Regions from separate parts of the Mus musculus genome. Here region 1 is linked to region 2. The links are chromatin contacts, called in public Hi-C maps. All regions are on one chromosome and are shown on one strand. The core of a region is the stretch at or near the end of the contact, and the rest is flanking DNA. Distances in the headings are between cores, read along the strand shown.

Region 1 (4,720 bases), core at 1,524-4,023, 79 kb after region 2:
AATGGCTGGAGCAGAGAGAATAAGCTGTCAGAAGGATGAGTAGCTGAGGGGAGGAAAGCCCGTGGGGTGGAGGGAGCTTAGGGAAGGGGAGGAGGTGAGAAGGATTAGGATGCTGGCTTGGACTGTGTGACACCGGAGGAGGCGGTGGCAGCTATGTGCTGTGGGTCTCTATGTGTCTCTTCTGCCAGAGGTAAGGGAAATGACTCCTTCTGGCAGGCAGGCAGGCAGGAATTGGTTTTTGCAACTTCCTGAGGACCGATGGCTTTTAATCTAACCACCAGAAATCCTCCTAGACTCCAGATTCACCTCATCTCTGGAGGTAGTTGTGGATATAGCCTTTTGGAGTCGTGGAACCGGAGTTTCCTTCGGAGCTGACGATAGCCAGCACGTTAATATATGTGAATGGTTCTATTACATTGTTAGTACAAACTTCAGTCTCCACTCTTACATGGCCACCCTGACCTTACTGTTACGTTCTGGTTTTTTTTTTTAATTTACTCACTTAAATTAGTCCACTTAACAGAAACACTGCAAGGGCAAAGGTCCGCCACTCTCCTCCACCAGCTCATCTGTCTTAGCTTCTGCCTCCCACAGCCAGCCCTCACTCCTGTGCCCGCTGTAGGCCATCAGTTAGACAGATCTTCTTTGTTTTTACCTGGCTTAGAGCCTTTTCTAGTGGTCCCAGGCCAAACTCCCAGCATGCCATGGGGATGGAATTGTGATGAATGGACACCTTTCTAATACAGTCAGTTCAGAGCAGCAGCGGTTTGATTTAAAAAAAAAAAAAGATACAGACTACAACACAGACTATAAATGCAACAAAAGTATGAAAAGAAGCAGATAAAAATAATATGAGCCTGACATCACATTTAACCTAATTTATCCCGATTGTTATATTTTAATTAATTATTTTTTATGTGTATGGCTGTTTTGCTTGAATGCATTATCTGTGTACCACATGAGTTCTGGGTATCATCTGAGACAAGAAGAGGGTATTGGATCTCCTGGAAGTTACTGACAGTTGTGAGCTGTCCAGTGGGCGCTAAGACTTGAACCCCTGCCTTCTGAGAAAGGAACCGTCATTGTTGTTGTCGTCGTCGTCGTCGTCGTTGTTGTTGTTGTTTTCATTATTTTGCCAACATGATGCCATTTATTATGCTTGTTGGTGCCACAAGGAAGTAATTTGCAAAAAAATAGGAGGGCCCTCAGCAGGGTCCAGTGTTGTTCTGTTGTGTGGAGTTGCCCAGACCCGGGCTGTGCCAAGGAGTCACAGCCAGGACCGCATTCTGATGGAGAGAGCGCTCTTGGGATAACTTTTCCAGAGTCTTTGCTGCGGCTCCACTGAACAGCGTGGACCCCAGGGAGTCATTCACCTTCACCTGGACAGCTGCTGGCAGTGCTGAGTTCTCTTGCTCAAAGCTGGTCGCGAGGGGCAGGTGCGCTTCCAGGTAGAAGGTATTGAACTGTGATAGCTTATTACTCCCACCCGCTAGGCTCCGCCTTAGTCCTGTAGGAAAACTTTTGCTACCTAAGTTTCTCAACTCATGGCAGAACTGCGTGGAAGGAACCACTGGACCTTGTGTGCGCTACCCTTCCAGTCCCTGGGGGTTTCCGAAGTTCGGAAGCATCCAAGAGTATCCCTTCCACCCTCCCACCTCCCAGTCCCCAAAAACATCCATTCCACCCTCTCTCCACCTTCAATGTGGTGGTATCCTCTAATAGGACAGAAAAGTAGGAGGGAACAACAGGTGTGGTCACACTGGGAGGTGCTTTTAGCGGGTGAGGTTTTGTGGTACTGACAACAGGAACTTGGACCTGTAGCCCTGCCGAGATGTTTACACCCCCAGCTTTTGCCTCCGGCCTCATCTCAGGTCTGGTTGTTCTTGTTGTTGTTGATGTTGTTGTTGTTGTTGTTGTTGTGTTTTGTTTTGTTTTGTTTTGTTTTTCTGAGGCTTCCAGCTTTTAGATCTGGAATTTCTCCAGATCTCCTTCCTACTGGTGGCTACTGTGGGGACTATTGAACCTCCAAGTATGTAAGCCGTTTATACATTCCTTCTGATAATATAAATATATATATAGTATGGCTCGCGTTCTTCTAGAGAACCGTGACTCGTATCAGGACCACGCTGAGCAATGTGTTCACGCTGTAATATTCATGTCCCTGAAAAGTGGGTGGGGAAATCACACCCTCTGAATCACCCTTTGGGAAACGTGTTTCACCTTGGAAAACATTGTAGCTTTCCACAGGCTCACCTGTGACCTGACAGAATTTCTAGTCGTCTTATATTTCATGAGATCCCTTTAGTACCCTTAAAGTCACCCCACACGCCTTCAGACAGAATTTGGAAAAACCTCAAACCTAGTCCCAGAACAGATTCCCCAAACTGGGACATCCCAGAGTGCACACACAGAGGTCTGGGCCAGCCGCTCACTCCCTTTGGGCATTCCTGAAACTACACAGTGCTCTGCACATTATGCTGAAGACTGCCAACTTAGAGAACTGGTCCTGCTTTCCTCTTTTTCTCCTAATAAATTCTTACAACTCAAGCTTTCAAAGTGCCTGGTTGTCAACTAACTGCCCCCGGAGTATATCTACTATAGCTAAATTCTATTTTCCTTCAGGCCATGTGCAAAGTCAATATGGAGTGTGGAAAGGACTATTTAAAGCATAGAGTTAGTTTTCCCATTATCTCCACTACTCGTAAAAATAGCATACACTCTGTCATCTTGAGCAAGAACTGCCACACAGCTCTGCTATCTGAACTGGTCCACATGACTGTGCAACTCTGTTGGCCTTGGATGACATAGGTCTAGTATAATTAGGCTAGTCCGTCTAGGCTATGAATACTGTGTTCTGACTTTTTTGCCACTTGTGAGTCAGTTAATCATAAACCCACAGAAAGATACACATTTATCAATGGAGGGGTTAAATATACTCCAGTCAAAAATCATCTAATTGAGAGGGAAGACTGGTTTTTTGGGTTTTGTTGTTGTTGTTGTTGTTGTTTGTTTTGTTTTGTTTTGTTTTTTCAAATAGTACAAGAGGGGCTGGAGAGATGGCTCCGAGTCAGGAGCACTTGTTGCCCTGACAAGGGATCCAGGTTCCACACTCAGCACCCACCAGGTGGCTCACAGTCACCTGGAACTCCAGTTCCAGGGAATCCAATGTCCTCTTCTAACTTCTGAATACACAAAGTGCACATATATGCACAAAATATTAGATTAAAATAATTTATATTTATAATTATAACATTAATTATATTTATAAATTATAAATATATTATAAATTATAAATAAAGATAGTATTAATATAATTATAAAAATAATTAATAACACAAGTCCTCATCTAGATTTTAATGCAGAGACTTTTTGAAACTCCAGCTAGGGTCTAGGAAGATGGATCCATGGTTAAGAGCACTGGCTGCTCTTCCTGAAGACCTGGCTTCAATTCCCAGCACCTGCATAGCAGCTAACAACTGTCTGCAACTGCAGTTCCAGGGAATCTGACACCCTCACACATGCAGGCAAAATACAAATACACATAAAATAAAATAAAATAAAATAAAATAAAAACTCCAGCTATTTCAAATCATTCAGATTAGTAGAAAATGATCAGTAAAACCAATTTAAAATCATAAAGTGTAATGACTGAGTAAATAACCTATAAGCTTAAGAACTGTGGTAGCAGCCGGGCAGTGGTGGTGCACGCCTTTAATCCCAGCACTTGGGAAGCAGAGGCAGGTGGATTTCTGAGTTCGAGGCCAGCCTGGTCTACAGAGTGAGTTCCAAACAGCCATGGCTACACAGAGAAACCCTGTCTTGAAGAAAAGAAAAGAAAAGAAAAGAAAAGAAAAGAAGAGAAGAGAAGAGAAGAGAAGAGAAGAGAAGAGAAGAGAAGAGAAGAGAAGAGAAGAGAAGAGAAGAGAAGAGAAAGAACTATGGTAGCAAAAAGAAAAGGAAAGCAATAGGCGCTAAGGCAGCAAAAGCAAACAGTTCAGTTCGTGCCTATCCCCACATCTCACAATGCCCTAAGATGGAAGTTTACATAATCTGTCATACTTCCAAAGAGCATGTGATACTTTAGCCAACATGTTGTTAGTTACATTATTGCATAAGGATACTTTCCCCCGTGGTTAACCACAGTTATAACATTGGTAAAATAAACAGCTAGGACTTCAGCCAGAAATTAGAGACATTAAAATATAGCAGAAGAGAGTTAATGACAGAAACACTCCCTGACAAGACAGTTAATAAACCTCTAGAATGGCTTACCACAGAATAGGCTCTTTATAAATGTCAAAGTTTCCTCTTCTTCTTGTTCTTCTTGTTCTTCTTGTTCTTCTTCTTCTTCTTCTTCTTCTTCTTCTTCTTCTTCTTCTTCTTCTTCTTCTTCTTCTTCTTCTTCTTCTTCTTCTTCTTCTGTTCAAGGAAGTGTATTAACATACCATGAAAGATTTCTCTGTTTGTCCCAGTAAATTCATTTCCCCCTACTTATGACGGTGATTACAAGCATTTTAGAAAACCCAGCAATAACATCTTGCCCATAACTCACCAGACTAAACATGCACAAGATGAGCAGTGGAGGGCTGTGCATTCTTTCTTGGTGTCTGTGTAGGGGCTTTCATTTTGTATGGCTTTGTTCATGGTATCAAAACATTTTCCTGTCCCTTTCACTGTCAGGACATAACCATTTCTTCCTGTGAGACATTATACTCAGATG
Region 2 (4,825 bases), core at 1,706-4,205:
AACAATACTGCTATCTACATGACACCTCTCAAAAGTCAAGTGCACACAGCAACCTGCATCCACCATTCAGTTCAAAGTTCTCCACTGTTAATCAAAGAGCTATGGGCCCTACCGACGTGATGGCAGGTTTAGCATCTGCCTGTCGATTTCAGCACAGAGGCTGAAATAAACCAGCTAGGGGTGAATCAAGCTGGGGATCCCATGGAAAACCATCTAGAGTAGAAAGGGTTTCTAGAGGCGCTCACTCCAGGCTACACGGCTACTCTCTTCACCCACCGACTCTCGCAGCTGAGGTGCCCGTGAACTCTTCATCCCCACTTAGCTTGCTCGATAGTGTAGTTAACTCTCAGCTCCAGATTGCAGAACATCTGTCCATTCTCAAAAAAGTCTCTCAGCACCATCCACTGCCAAAGTGCCCTGAGGACGACGACACACAGTGGCAGCAGTTTGCTGTCTGGTCCTCTCACCTCTGCACTGGTGAGTGGAGCATGGGTACCACACATCCAGACAGCAACTGCCTTGGATGGCTTCAAGAAATTATATAGGTTATTCTCATGAAATCACTGAACAAATCTGAAACCTCCATTCTACCAAATGCCAGCTTTTAAGTGGTCTCCTAGAGACTAGGCTTCTCTTGCTAATTCGCCAAGGGGTTAGTAGGTCACATTATCACAGACTGTCCTGTTTTTAGGACAAAAATGATCCAATACTGGTTATTTCAAATTATTCTGCTCAGTACAGTTTGAACCTGCCCATCTACCACAAGCAGCCTGCACACCTAGCACTGTGGCTGTTCCTATCTGTGTGACCTTCTGTTGAGTACCTACTACCTGTGCTGGACTGAACAGGTAACAGGCAGAGGCACGTGTGGTGTGGCCACCACTAGCTTCCAACAAAGTGCAATGATATCTGGTGTTGACCCAGGAAAATGTTTGAATTTGATTAGCTTTAATTAGCTAGATTCACCTAACTAACCTAGAATAGGGGTAATCATTTTACATTATAGGCAATTTTGATTGCCAAAATGATTACATGGCTTATGGAGATTATGAATGTAAACATCATGATTTATCAAACGTTTTGTCATGAAAGGATGGGGGTTCACACTGAGTGTCCACTTCTAAATCAAAGTTACATGCTTCTTGGGAAGGACAATAAATAGGGACTAACAATTGAATCCCTTTACACTACCTGTTCTCTCTCCTACATCTTCTTCCTTCCAGCTTCATTACCCAACATTTATACAGCTTCTACTGGTAAGATACAGGGAACTGTTAACCAGACAACCAAGGACGAAGAACTTCTATAGTGGGGTGGGATATAGCAGTGGGACCCAGGAAGAGGTTCATTGGTCCAGGGGACAGATCAGAGAAATCCTCATGAGGGAGACACTTCCCTGAATCAGACCTTGAATCACAGATAAGAGTTTCCCCCAAAAAAGAAAAGAAGAAAGACTGTGGGAGGCACAAAGCATGGGGAGTTGGAGAGATGTAGTTTCCAAGATGCTCTGCCAGGACTAGAAACTTTAAGTATCCGGGTGACTGGTACATTAAGATGCATCAAAGTAAAGCTGAGGACATCAGTTGGTGATGTGCTTGCTTTATAAGTAACGGGGCCTTAGTTTGCTCTGCAGAACCCTACACACACACACACACACACACACACACACACACACATGCACGCGCGCGCACGAGAAATAAAGAAATGAGTGCTTGTACCTGGGGAGCTGAAGTGGGAAGTGGCCAGCGTCTGGACTCTTCTTGAACAACTGATCCAAGCTCCCTGTACCTCTTCCCCTAGCTATAAAATGCGATGAGTAACAGCATCAAGAACTCTGTTGGCTTGTAGTAAGAATTTAAACTGTCAATTCCTGTTGCATTAGGGGAAAAGCTGTGTTGAGGTTTGGTCTGCTGCTAGGTACTGTAATGCTACCAAAGGTCTAGACCTATGAGTAATTTCTCATGTGTACAAGCTTTTGTGCAAAACTTTTCCCCCTGATTTAAAACTACTAGTTAAATAAAATTGGCTACAGCCGATTACTGGAGGGATTAGAGGTAGGTGGGTTTAGACTGACCTGGTTGGAGGAGTAGAGACCAGGGGGAGAAGGAGGAAGGAGGACAGAGGAAGCCGCCATGGGGGAAGATGGACCATGAGCACATGGCCAGGAGAAATAGCAAGTATTTTGGGGTACACCGCTGGGGAGGTAGCCAAGCCAGCAGTTAGAAGAGTAGATTAGGGGTTACTCCGTAGTAATTGTCAAAGCCAAATAAAATAACCATAGTCTGAGTCTCATTTGTTTGTAAACTAGTTGGGATAAGCTTAAATTGGTTGTATTACGGGAACATGGCAAGTGCTACCTTAAGTTAGCTACTAATACTCTAAAACCACAGGAGGCCTAGGAAAGGTGCAGCACTGGATCCTAGACATAAGGAAAGACTCACTCACTGCAACCTTCAAGACTCCAGTGAGGCTCACGGGAGGTCAGGTATCAAACATCAGCTGCCTTACCAAATAAAATGAAATGAGAGTCCAGCTTGGGACATGGGGGATAAAGTAAGTTCTCTAAGATTTTAAGAGGAAACAGAAATGACCACTGTCCACCAACATCTGCTCTTTTCCTCCTCCTCCTCCCCCCCCCTCCTCCTCCTCCTCTTCCTTCTTCTTTTGTTTTGTTTTTCTAACACAGGGTCTAGCTATAAAGTCCTGACTGCCCTGAAACTCTGTAGATCAGGCTAGACTCGAACTCACAGCAATCCTCCTACATCTGTTTCCCAGAGGCAGGCCTGTGCCATCCTGTCTGGCTTCAACATCTGTTGTTTTCAACCAATTTACCTTGACTTCCTCGGGTTTTGCAAATCTTCTCTAAAAAAGATGACTGACGGTTCATGTGACTGGGCTATTTTTAGCCTTTGAGCTTATTTAAGCTGTCTCACTTACAGCTTGAAACCAGAGCAGGGGGCTGACTCACCCAGAGGCCAGGAGCACTCTGTGAACAAAAGCAGGGGACACCTTTGGCTAAAGCTTCTCCTCTTCACTCAAGCAGTAAGAGTTGAAAGGCACGCACATACCACTCAGGCAGGCTCTAAGATGGCCTCGGATGCTAGCAAATAGCAGCATTAGTGCACGGTAGACTCCTGTGCAAATGCACAATTTGGCCAGCCAAAGGGGATCAGAGACTTATCCAGGGGTAACACAGCATAGAGCAGTGATTCTCAACCTTTTGTGACCCTTTAATACATTTCCTCATGTTGTGCTGACCCCCAAGCATTAACATTATCTTGTTGCTATTTCCTAACTGTTAGTTTGCTACTGGTATGAATTGTAATGTAAGCATCTGACATGCAAGATACCTGAGATGCGACCCCCAGATGGGTCAAGACCCACAGGTTGAGAAACACTGGTGTGGGTGGCTCTGGGATCACCCTGCCTGTGCTTCCCTTCTGATTCCGCGTCATAGTCTGGGACATATTTTCACATGGAATGCCACCCCCAGTAGACAGGGATGGATAGGACAATTCTCTGTTAGAAAGCACTGGAAATATCAAATACAGGCAAGGCACACTGACCTGCACTCTCTTCCTGAAGTCCCCCCCCACACCCGCCCCCCCCCGGTGGGGAGTGTCTCCACAGCCATAGTAAGAAACATGTCCCCATCACCTTGGACAAGGAGCTGACAGAGAACCATGTGTATTGTTGGGAAAATGTTCCCAAAGGCGTACGTTTAAGTACCAGGCTGTGCTATATTGAAAGGCTGCAAGCCTTTCATACAGTTCCCCATGTTGTGCTGACCCCCAACCATACAATTGTTTTGTTGCTACTTCCTAACAGGAATTTTGCTACTGCCGTGAATCATAATGTAAACAACTGAGGTGCAGGATATCTGATGTGTGGCCCCTGTGGGAGTTAGGACCCAGAGGTTGAGAACCATAGGTGATGGTGGGTCATGGGAGTCATGCCTTGGGTTCCAGTCTAGCCCTGCTTTGGATACTGCTCTCTTGCTTTCCTGGTCTGGCTGCTGTAAAGAGCTCTGTCTACTACACACTCCCTCTACCAGAGAGCAGCTTTCCCTGACACAACAGACTAAAACTCTAAGCCGAATTCATCTTTCTTCTCCTAAGCTTCTCTGTCAGGTGTTCTGGCACAACACAAAAGCAACTCATATGCATGCACGCCCTGTGCAGGTCACCTTTATCCATCTTTGCTTCTTGGGCTAGCCAAAGCCGCATCCGCTTGTCACAGTTTTACAGCTTGTCTCCCAGAGCACGAGCTTTTAGCTTTAACTGCCATCTTTCCATCTTCCTTTTCCTATGGAAGTGCCCACGCACTGGGAAGGATTACTGCTTATCTAATTTTTAGGGTCTCTGCCAGAAAAAAACTAAAATAAGCAGAGAAGAAGAGGCTTTGCCCCCTTCTCTACGTGCTGTGTAAGTATTTGATGGAGGGAAGCTGTTCACCTCCATCTCTGTTTCCACCATCTCCTTGTCTTCTAAGCCACAGTGAGAGGAATCTGGAATATTCCAACAGGTTAGTATGTACATAGAGCCTTGCAGAGAGGGTGTTTGCTCCACTGACATGTGAAGAAATTGAGACTCGAGTTTGCTCCAATGCCTGCTGCCACTGCTACAAACATAGCTGTGTGGCTCTAAAGATTAGAACTTGTGCCCTTAGGGAACCACCTCCCTAAGAACAGACAGCAGCAAGTGAGCATGGTAGGATGGCTCTAAATATGGCTCTGAGTCCTGCTCTGTATCTCTGATGACCAGGCAAGGCTTCTCTCTCCCGTTCTCCTTTCCAGAGACGTGACACAAAAGAAGTCTGCACACAG

What was found. Hi-C and Micro-C count contacts between places; a contact is called where the count stands out from the background.
Region 1: a Hi-C map of bone marrow-derived macrophages shows a contact between it and region 2, with 2.2 times the contacts expected there. The contact joins two enhancer-like sites. A contact is called at or near these places in 3 of 39 promoter capture datasets (the C10 cell line, liver and neutrophils), 1 of 15 datasets of contacts at CTCF or cohesin (large pre-B cells), 8 of 484 Hi-C or Micro-C datasets (B cells, ECoMG myeloid progenitors, bone marrow-derived dendritic cells and 4 more) and 4 of 115 datasets of contacts at active chromatin or transcription factors (the HPC-7 cell line, acute myeloid leukemia, embryonic stem cells and 1 more).

Annotation. Positions count from the first base shown.
Region 1 is chr5:72,879,823-72,884,542 of GRCm38.p6, forward strand. No RefSeq gene overlaps it. Among named protein-coding and RNA genes, the nearest start is that of Tec, 14 kb to the left of the region's middle. Within about 2 kb of position 2,774, at least 22 of the 459 cell types and tissues checked have an H3K27ac peak or open chromatin away from gene starts, as enhancers often do. A contact at or near this core is called in acute myeloid leukemia and bone marrow-derived macrophages, where this site is marked.
Region 2 is chr5:72,800,151-72,804,975 of GRCm38.p6, forward strand. The region is part of intron 3 of Tec (tec protein tyrosine kinase); the gene reads right to left. Among named protein-coding and RNA genes, the nearest start is that of Txk, 50 kb to the left of the region's middle. Within about 2 kb of position 2,956, at least 113 of the 459 cell types and tissues checked have an H3K27ac peak or open chromatin away from gene starts, as enhancers often do. A contact at or near this core is called in acute myeloid leukemia and bone marrow-derived macrophages, where this site is marked.